Regions from separate parts of the Oryctolagus cuniculus genome. Here region 1 is linked to region 2. A link is a contact called in public Micro-C data. All regions are on one chromosome and are shown on one strand. The core of a region is the stretch at or near the end of the contact, and the rest is flanking DNA. Distances in the headings are between cores, read along the strand shown. Region 1 holds the start of NARF (nuclear prelamin A recognition factor). Region 2 holds the start of TBCD (tubulin folding cofactor D).

Region 1 (5,051 bases), core at 96-2,595, 240 kb after region 2:
ACTCGCCATCCTCCCGCGTCTCCTGCTGCAGGGCCGGCTCTCCCGCACCTGTCACATTCCTCCCTTTCCCCTCCTGCCCTAAACGCACGCGCCGTTCCCTTCCACCACCTGGCCTATCGCCTCTGTCCAGAGCAACAGGGGCCTGTGCTGCCTCCAGCCCAAGCTCGGGGCCTGTGGAGCTAACGCCGCGCCCGGGTACAGCCTCTTAGCTCTGCCGCTCTGGCTGGCTCACGCAGGTCCCGTGCCCCGCCAAAGCTGCGCCCCAGCTGTTCCCCGGCTCCCTCCAACCTGCACTGACACACACCTGCGCTCCCCCGAGCCCGGGGGCCTTCGCGATCGCCCACTGCCCTCCACTGAGCGGGTCAGGGTGTGCGACACCCTCCGGGCTGGCTGCTACACCGGCTCGGAGCTCTCCCCGCCCTGCGCGCCCGCGCTGTCCGTGTGCCCACCACCGACCTGCCGAGACAACCACCTAGGCTGGGGGTGCCTTATCTCAGCCTCGCAGAACCCGGGAGGGGCGCGCCTCAACCCCCCGCATCACTGATAGCGAAGGGGCTGGAGCTCCGCGCAGGGGTGCGCCCAGAGGAAGGCCCGCCAGACGCAGGTCGCGGCAGAAGCGCTCAGCGCCGGCGCTCGCGGGGCCCTCCGTGGAAGGCGTGACGGCTGCGTCTCCGCGCGCCGCTGGGGCGGCACTTACACAGCACACGCAGCTCGGAGCGCGCATCAACTCCCGGCCAGGCAGCATCTCAAAGAGAAGCAACCGCGAACAGAGGCGACGGCGGCCGGGCCCCGGCCGGCCCCGGCCGGCGCACGCTCACCTCTCCGCCCGCCCGCGCCGGGCTCGCGCTCGCCTCGGCCGACACATCCTCCGCGTCCTCGGTCTTGCTCTTCTTGCTACATTCCTTAAAAAGGCAAGGGGGCGTCACTGACCGACGACTCTGCCGCTGCCCTCCCTCACGGCTCGGCCACCTGCCCGCAGGTGCGAGGGCGACCCCGCGGCGCTGCCCGCTCCGGACCGAGGAGCGCCGCCGCCTCGGCCGGCCGGGGCCGCCGCGAGGTTCGGTCTCGGTGTCCCGGGCTGAAGGCTCGGGACCGTTTTGCGGGACAGGGAAGGATGGACGGGCGCGCGAGAGCCTGCCGCCACCCGCACGCGGCCCGCCCCAGCCCCGGCCCCGCGGTCCGCGCCCACCTTGCGCGTGCAGTGCTCGCACTTCATCTGGAGCGCGCGGGCGGAGGCCGGCGCCTCGGCCTGAGGGGAGCAGCGCGGACGCAGACGCGGCGCCCGCCGCCCGCAGCCCTTTGTCGTCCTCGCTGCGGCGGGCCCCGCCCCGGCGGCTGCGCCCGGCCAATGAGAGCGCCGGGACAGGGCGAGCCGCACCCTGAGCCAGTAGGAGCGCGCGGAAGGCGCTTCGGCCCCGCCCCACACGGCTGGGTCTCGGCCAATGAGGATGCCGGAAAGAGGCGGGCCCGCCCCTGGAGCCAATGCGACGGGCGACGCCGCGGGGTCCCGGGCCGGTTCCCGCGAGGGTTTCCGCTTCGGGCGGGCCGGCGGGGGCTGCTTAGCCACGGGCGCGGGGGAGGGGCCGAGGGAGAGCCGCCTGCGGCGGGGGCGCGCGTCGTCCGCTCGGCCCCACACCCGCCTCTGGCCGCCGCCATGGCCGCCCTGCCGCGCGGCACGTAGGCCGGCCGGGCGGAAGTGCGCGTGCGCGGCGAGCGCCGCTGGCCCGCGTGGACGCAGCCGGGCGGCACGAGGGCGGCGTTTTCCGTTCGTGTCGTTGAGCGCGGGAGCGCCGCGCTCCGCCGGCCCGCCCCGGGGTCCCCGCCAGGGCCCGCTTCCGTCGGCCGCTGCGGTCCGAGAACCCTGACCGGGTGCCCGGTCAGTGTTTGGCCTGAGTCCCGCGGGTACTGGTCAGGGCCGCACTTTACAAAGCTCGAGGAGACTGTCGTCCCCCACGGAGCTGACTGGAACCGCGCAAAACCGGCGGCACGCGAGGGCGCTCGGGAGTCCTGGGACCCGGCCGGTGCACTCCGCGGACGCGCGTGGGGACGCGGAGGTCACTTTCCAAAATGCAGTCGGGGACTCGGACTTGGCACTTGGCAGGCTGCTGCCCGGTGTGAGCTCTGGGACGAGGCCGGCTCCCCCACCGCTCTGACCACCCGCTAGCGAAGACTGCAGGGCCACACGTGACCGCCACCCACGGGCAGCGCTGCCACGCGGTGACTCGCTGTTAGCGTCCCCGGAGTCCACATCTCCCCTAAACCCCGCGCCCGGGTCGGGTGCAGAGCGCGCGTGGAGCAGTCAGCGTGACAGGAAGCGCTCCCGCGTGTACAGCCCAGAGTCCCGATCCTGCGCCCCTCCTGAAGGCAAACCCTCCCCTCGGAGCGTCAGATCAGACACTTACGCCTCAAAACCCCAGTAGGATCTTTTCATGTTAGATCATTAAAAATGTTCTTATTTATAGTTTTCCATTTCTTAAAAAAGTTTATTTATTTGAAAGAGTTACAGAGAAATGTAGAGACAGAGAGAGGTCTTCTATCCACTGGTTCACTCCCCAAATGACCGCAACGGCTGGAGCTGTGCCGATCCCAAGCCAGGAGCCTCTTCCAGGTCTCCCACGTGGGTGCAGGGCCCCAAGGACTTGGGCATCTTCTGCTGCTTTCCCAGGCCACAGCAGGGAGCTGGACCAGAAGTGGAGCAGTCAGGACTCGAACCAGCACCCAAATGTGATGCCAGCGCTGCAGACTGAAGCTTTAACCCACGGTGCCAGAGCCGGCCCCGCGTTTTCCATTTATATACCATATTACAAATACATCAATCAACCTTGGGAAGTCTTAACCTTTCAGTCATTCAATCCATGTCAGCACTGCACAGAAAACATCTCCCTTCAGTTTTCAGGAATGAAAGAGTAGTTTTAGATTTGTATATTTATTGTTATTTTAAAGATGTATTTATTTGTTTGAGAATCAGAATTACAGAGATGGAAAGAGAGAGATCTTCCATCCACTGGTTTACTCCACAGATGGCCTCATGGCCAGGGCTAGGCCAGGCCAAAGCCAGGAGCAGCATCTCCCACAGGGGTGGCAGGGGCCCGACTCCTGGGGCCATCTTCTCTTCTTCTCCAGGTCATTAGCAGGGCGCTGGAGCAGAAGTGGAGCAGCCAGGACTAGAACTGTTGCCACAGGGATGCTGGCAATTACAGGTGGAGCCTTTATCTGCTATGCCACAATGCTGGCCTCTAGTGTTTTAAAAGCAGAATTGCAATGCTATCTGTTACAACACTTCGCAGTCAGTCTCGTCAATGCCCAATGTCCATATTTCTCAATTGTCTCATAAATTTCTAGCGAGTTTAAATCAGGATCTAAATAAGTACAATGTGTTCTATATCGAAGTTGATTTAGATGTTCCTTAAGTCTTTCTTTAAAAAAAAAAATCCTGAGGCCAATGTTGTGGCGCAACAGGTAAAGCTACCACCCATGACGCCGCATCCCGTGTGGGCACTGGTTGCTGTCCCAGCTGCTCCACCTCCCATCCAGCTCCCTGCTCACTGTCTTGGGAAAAGCAACGGAAGGTGGCCCATGTTTAGGCCCCGTCACCCTCGTGGGAGACCAGGATGAAGCTCCTGGCTCCCGCCTGGCCCAGCTCTGGCCTTTACAGGCATCTGGGGAGTGAAACAGCAGATGGAAGCGCACGCGCTCTCTCTCTGTAACTCTTTCAACATAAATACATATTTTTCTGAAAAATCCTTATTTTGAAATAAGGCTTGCTATCCGGGTGTAGAGCTCTAGCCTGAAGGTGTGACTTGGTTGAAGTCTGTGGGTTCCAGCCACATCCCCCTTCCCCTCTGCATCATCACAGGGAACCGGGCCTTCGTCTGCAGGCTTTCCCGAAATCACTGAGGTGTCCCTGTGCGAGCTTTCAGGGTATCCTTGTCCTCTGACTCTCCAGCAGATGCAGGCTGGATCTCACACCCAGGCTGTGGTGGTGTTTTGTTTTTATAAGACGACTTCATAGAAGGGGCTGTGTTCTTTCCGTGTCTGACTGTCCTTTTGTGGTGCGAATTGGCAGCCATTTATGAAACTGCCGAGACCCATCACTTCTTTAAGCAGATGTGTGAATTCCACCATTTCTTCCTGCTTAGTGGAAACAATTTTTTATTAAAAAAAAAAGATTGATTTATTTTAAAGGCAGAGGTAGAGAGATATCTTCCATCTGCTGGTTCACCCCCCAAATGGCGGGGCCTGGGTCAGGCCGACGTCAGGAGCCAGGAACTTCACTTGGGTCTTGCACGTGGGTGCAGGGGCCCAGGCACTTGGGCCGTCCTCTGCTGCTTTCCCAGATGCATTAGCAGGGAGCTGGGTCAGAAGTGGAGCAGCCGGGTCTTGAACCCGCGTCCACACGGGATGCCTGTGCTGCAGACAGAGGCTTTACCTGCCCAATGGAAACACTTCTACCTGAAAAATTCTCCTCACCACTGGTTACACTGCTATAACCTTATAAAAATAGGCAGGATAAATGTTGGATTCCTTCTCCTAATCAAACAGCCAAAAAGCCCTGATTGGTAGTCACTTCCAAAGTGAACAAAGTTTAAAATGTCACCGTGACCTGTGGGTTTCGGCTCGATTTCCAGCGGCACCGCTGCCTCGCCCATCCGAGGTCCTTCCACAGAGGTGAAGTGGTCTCCCTAAGTGGGAATCGACATTAAAACCCACAAAGCCGATACTGAAATTGTGTGCTGCTCCCGGCTTGTCTTTGTAGCACTTTTAAGCAGACAGTACTGGGAAACATACTTTTTTTTTTTTTTTTTTTTGACAGGCAGAGTGAACAGTGAGAGAGAGAGACAGAGAGAAAGGTCTTCCTTTGCCGCTGGTTCACCCTCCAATGGCCGCCGCGGCCGGTGCACTGCGCTGATCCAAAGGCAGGAGCCAGGTGCTTCTCCTGGTCTCCCATGGGGTGCAGGGTCCAAGCACTTGGGCCATCCTCCACTGCACTCCCGGGCCACAGCAGAGAGCTGGCCTGGAAGAGGAGCTACCGGGACAGAATCCGGCACCCC
Region 2 (4,821 bases), core at 748-3,247:
CTTCCTCCCCAGCAGGGTCTCTCCCTTGTTCCTTCCTTCCCTCCCACTCCCGCTCAGGCACACACCCTCTCTCTTCCCTCAAAGCCCTGCAAAGTCTGACCCACAGCCCCCAGCTGCGGTGCTTCTGTCCAATCCAAGGAGCACTCCTCACTGCCGCCCACCTGCCAGGAGCAAAAGCCGGGCTCCCGCTGGTGCCCGGTGCCCGCCTCACCCTCAGTTTGTACGTGAGGCGGTGTTATCAGTCACCAGGCATTCGGGTAACTGACAGACGGGATTCAGACTGCTGCTGCCAGTGGCCTCTCCACCTGGACACCACCCAGCCTCTCTCCTAAAGCCCGGGCACTGCCTCTCCAAACCGAGGACAAGCGCGTGGCGAAAACGCTCTAGGTCATCATGCACCTCCAGGCCCTACAGACGCACTTGGAAGTCATCCACCAGGCTGACCAAGAAGCCACTCACACTGTGGCTGTCATCCCACACCGCACCCGTTTCTCCAAGTCTCAGCAGCCCACAGCCACGCTGGGCATCAAGCCAGTTCCTCCTGGTCCAACCCCGTGGCCCCGCCGAGCAGTCCCCAAACTGTGGTCCACACACGGGTCCACACGTGCTCTGCAGTCGACACGCTGAGGGTCACACCTGGTCTGCACAACTGATCTACACATTGCAGTCCTCACACTGTGGGACACACTGCAGGCGCACACTAGGCGCACACACAGGTATACACACAGGTGGGAGCACACACGGGGGGGCACACACAGGGGAGCACGCATGTTGCACAACACAGGCACACACAGGTGGGAGCACACACAGGGGAGCACACGCAGGGGAGCACACACAGACATACACACAGGTGGGAGCACACACAGGGGGGCACACGCAGGGGAGCACACACAGGCATACACACAGGTGGGAGCACACACGGGGGGCACACGCAGGGGAGCACACACAGGCATACACACAGGTGGGAGCACACACAGGGGAGCACACACAGGGGAGCACACATGTTGCACAACACAGGCACACACACATAGCTAGGAGCACACCCAAGTGCATACATGCAGGGGAGCACACACGTTGCACACCAGATGCGCACGCTCTGTATAACAGGTGCACACACAGGCATACACACAGGTGGGAGCACACACAGGGGAGCACACACGGGGGGCACACACACAGGTGGGAGCACACACAGGTGGGAGCACACACAGGGGAGCACACACGTTGCACACCAGATGCGCACGCTCTGTATAACAGGTCCACACACAGGCATACACACAGGTGGGAGCACACACACAGGTGGGAGCACACACAGGGGAGCACACATGTTGCACACACAGGTGGGAGCACACACAGGTGGGAGCACACACAGGGGGGCACACACAGAGGTGGGAGCACACACGTTGCACACCAGATGCGCACGCTCTGTACAACAGGTGCACACACAGGCACACACACAAAGGCACACGCACACACCGTGGGGTCCGTCTCGGGGCCGGGAGCCCACGTGCCACCTGCCCAAGGGTCCCGCTGCCCTCTCCAGGGGCTGCCGGGAGGGAGGGCAGGGTGCGCCCTCCCCGCAGGGGCCCCGAGACGCTGAAGTCCCCCGCGCCCGCGCACCGCACCCCGCCTCACCGCGGAACCGCTCCACCGCCGCTTCCCGCGCCGCGCGCTCGCCGTGCGCCTCCCGCAGCCCGCCGAGCAGCGCGCGGGCCTCGGCGCTCTCGCTGAACGCCTCCAGCGCGGCGCCGTACGCCAGCGCCTCCTCCTCCACCTCGTCGTCGCGGGCGCCGGCCACCGGCTCCTTGCTCAGGTCCATCGCGGCGGCGAGGCCCGGCCGGCTGAGGAGAGCGCGCAGAAAGGCGAGCGAAGGCGGCGCCCGCGCACGCCGGCCCCACCCAGCGGCCTCCGACCCCGGAGCCGGCCTCGCTACGGGACGCGCGAGTCGCCAAAATAGCGGCAGCGCGCGCGGAGGTGGCGCCCGTCCGGCGAGGGCCGAGGCTTACGGCGGCCGAAAACGAGAAGTCGCTTTCTGGTCCCGGGTCGCTCGCCGCTGTCGGGCTCCGGGCAAAGAGGAGCTGCGGCGGGGTCTCCGCGCAGGCTCAGTTCGGCGGGGAAAGACCGCGCTCCGATCCGGCCCGGGCAGCGGAGGGGCGAGCCCGGGGCGGAGCTGATGCTGGGGGCGGGCCCTGGGCGGGGCTCGTTTGGGGCGTGGTCTGAGGACAGACGAGCGACTGGGTGGGGCCTGAGGGCGTGGCCGGGCGGGGTCTGAGCCCTGGAGTGGGGCGGGGCCTGGGTGCCGGGGCGGGGCCATGACCGCCTCCAGTCCCAAGCGCCAGGGCCACCCCGCACTGCGGTCCGGCGCGAGCCGTGGGCGCCCGACGCCCACTGGCCCTGGGAAAAGCACCTCCCCCTGGAGACCCCAGGCCCAGGTGAGCGCTGGCGGAGCAGGAAGCACGCGATGGACCCCCACCCAGAGGTGGTTTTCATGTTTAAGGTTTATTTATTTGAAAGGCCTTTAAAGAGAGAAAGAGAGCCCCTGTCCGCTGGTTCACCCCTCCCCCCACATACCCGCAACAGCCGGGGCTGGGAGCCCTCAGCTCGATCTGGGGGCCCCCGGTGAGTGGCAGAGCTGCTGCCCCCGGGGGGGGAGAATTGGGGTCCCAGGGATGCACCTGCTGCGAGCAAGCCGTGCCCGGAGCTTCGTCCCTCGAGAGAAGGCGGCCGCGCGCGGCCAGGTGCGCGTGTCAGCCACGCAGGGTCAGTGGGCCGCGCACACCCCTGGCGGCGCGGTCGGCAGGGGACGGGTGTCCCATCTGCGCCCCTGCTCCCCTTACCCCGCCTTCTGCCGCTCTAAGGGGTGCTGCCCTGGGTTAGCGCGCGTCGGGGCCGCCCCCGGAGGCCGTTCCCGGGAGGGCTCCACCGGGCGAGCTGCGCCGCAGCAGGGTGCGGGGATCCCGGCCCGCGGTTATGCCAGCAGCCTGCGCATGGCGCCCAGCGCGGCCGAGCGGTAACTGCGCCCGAAATGGTTCCAGTGGTTGAGGAGGTTGAAGAGCTGGTAGAGCAGCAGCCGCTGCTCGGAGCCCGGCGCCTTGGGCACCTTGCGGTGGTAGGCGGTGAAGAAGGCCCTGGGGAAGCCGCCGAACAGCAGGGCGATGGCCAGCTCGAACTCGGAGTGGCCGTAGAAGGAGGCCGGGTCGAAGACCACCGGCCCCGCGTCGTCCTCCGCCGCGTTCCCCGACCAGAGGTCACCGTGCAGCAGGGCGGGGACCACCTCCAGGCCGCAGAACAGAGCCGGGATCTTCACCTGCGAGAGGGAGGGTCGTCGTGCCCAGTGCCTGGACGCGGCCGGAGGCAGCCCCTCTCCGCTCTGTGCGCGTCCCACTTCCCTGGCACCAGCGGCCGCAGCAGAGGACACAGCCCTCCCCACTGCCCTGTCACTGCTCCTCTCCGCCCTGCTGGCCACTTCATCCATGAGGTCAAGGAGCCAGTTCACCATAGGCTACAGCGGGACTTCAGAGTCAGGCTTTGAGACCTGGCCCTGGGGGACTCGGGGGCCCATCCTGGGGTGAGACATTCCCACTAAGACAGAGGGGAACGGAGGCTAAGAGTGGGCAGCTGTCAGTAACCAGGAGACGGGGACGGCAGTGCCCCTGGGCTCCACAGGCAGGAGGTCAGGTTAAATACCCCAGGGGGCCATGTTGGTCCTCGGATCCCACCCCTGTCCCGTTCCTGTCAGGCTCATAGTGGCCCCTGATGTGTGCGCCACTTCCCCAGCTCTGCACAGAGTCCCTCAGCTCTCCCGGGGTGAGAGAACAGCCTCTCTCCCAGAGAAGTGGCCGCAGGGCCCACCTGTAACCTCGACCACAGCTCTCGTGCCTCTCGGTCAGCATAGTCTTTTTCGATGAGGTCCAGCTGTGCCTGGAGCCGGTGCCGGGTGAAAAAGGTTGGCCAGTCGTCATGCCACTCATTCACCTGGGCAACGGAAGCAAGGACAGAGCTACTCGCTGTAGCCACAGGACAGTGCATGCAATCCGCCCAGGCCCTGGGACAAGGGCCGGCCAGCAAGCAGGCTGAGGCAGGGTCGCCACATACTCAGCTCTTCCAAAGGAAGGAGTTAAAGGGGAAAATGGAGACAGAACTGGCAACACACATAAACAACAGATACACTCAAATCTAACTATCAACAAACACATAAAAATGTCAAAAAATACTCTCGCTAAAGGGATTGACAGAACAATAAAGCTGAACTTAACCACAAGTGGCGTGCAGGAATGCACTTATATATAAACAGACAGAGGTTACAAGGATAGAAAAGAGACCCTGTTAACTAGTGTAAAGGAAGCTGGAGTGGCAACCTTCATACCTGCAAAGTCGATTTCAGAGTAAACAGTCTCATCAAGCATAAAGTCATTTCACAATGAACGGGGGTCACATATGCTGCACAACACATGATAGCCCTGCACATGCCTGCCTTTGATACAGTGCAAAATACACGAAAGTAAAGCTGATGAAACTGAGAGGGGCGGGCATGGTGGTTAAGCCACCGCTTGGAAGCCCACGTCCCATATCAGGTCCCAGCTCCTCCACTTCCAATCCAGCTTCCTGCTAACGCACCTGGGAAAGCAGCAGAAAATGGTCCAAGTACCTGGGTCCCTGCCACCCTGCAGGAGACCTGGATAAAATTTCTGGCTCCTAGGCCGGCGCCGCGGCTCACTAGGCTAATCCTCCGCCTAGCGGTGCCGGCACACCAGGTTCTAGTCCCGGTCAGGGCGCCGGATTCTGTCCCGGTTGCCCCTCTTCCAGGCCAGCTCTCTGCTGTGG

What was found. A called contact is a pair of places that touch in the nucleus more often than the background predicts.
Region 1: a contact with region 2 is called in a Micro-C map of ear pinna, with 3 times the contacts expected there. The contact joins the promoter of NARF here to the promoter of TBCD in region 2. A contact is called at or near these places in 2 of 6 Hi-C or Micro-C datasets (ear pinna and an unstated tissue).

Annotation. Positions count from the first base shown.
Region 1 is chr17:645,123-650,173 of mOryCun1.1, forward strand. NARF (nuclear prelamin A recognition factor) reads right to left here and starts at 1,346. Exons shown (of 12, transcript XM_051838812.2): 1 at 1,190-1,346; 2 at 819-902. The coding sequence starts at 1,216.
Region 2 is chr17:400,611-405,431 of mOryCun1.1, forward strand. It overlaps TBCD (tubulin folding cofactor D), which reads right to left and starts at 1,998. Exons shown (of 40, transcript XM_051838823.2): 1 at 1,633-1,998. The coding sequence starts at 1,816. It overlaps FN3K (fructosamine 3 kinase), which reads right to left. Exons shown (of 6, transcript XM_002723048.5): 5 at 3,850-3,972; 6 at 2,478-3,304. The coding sequence ends at 2,966.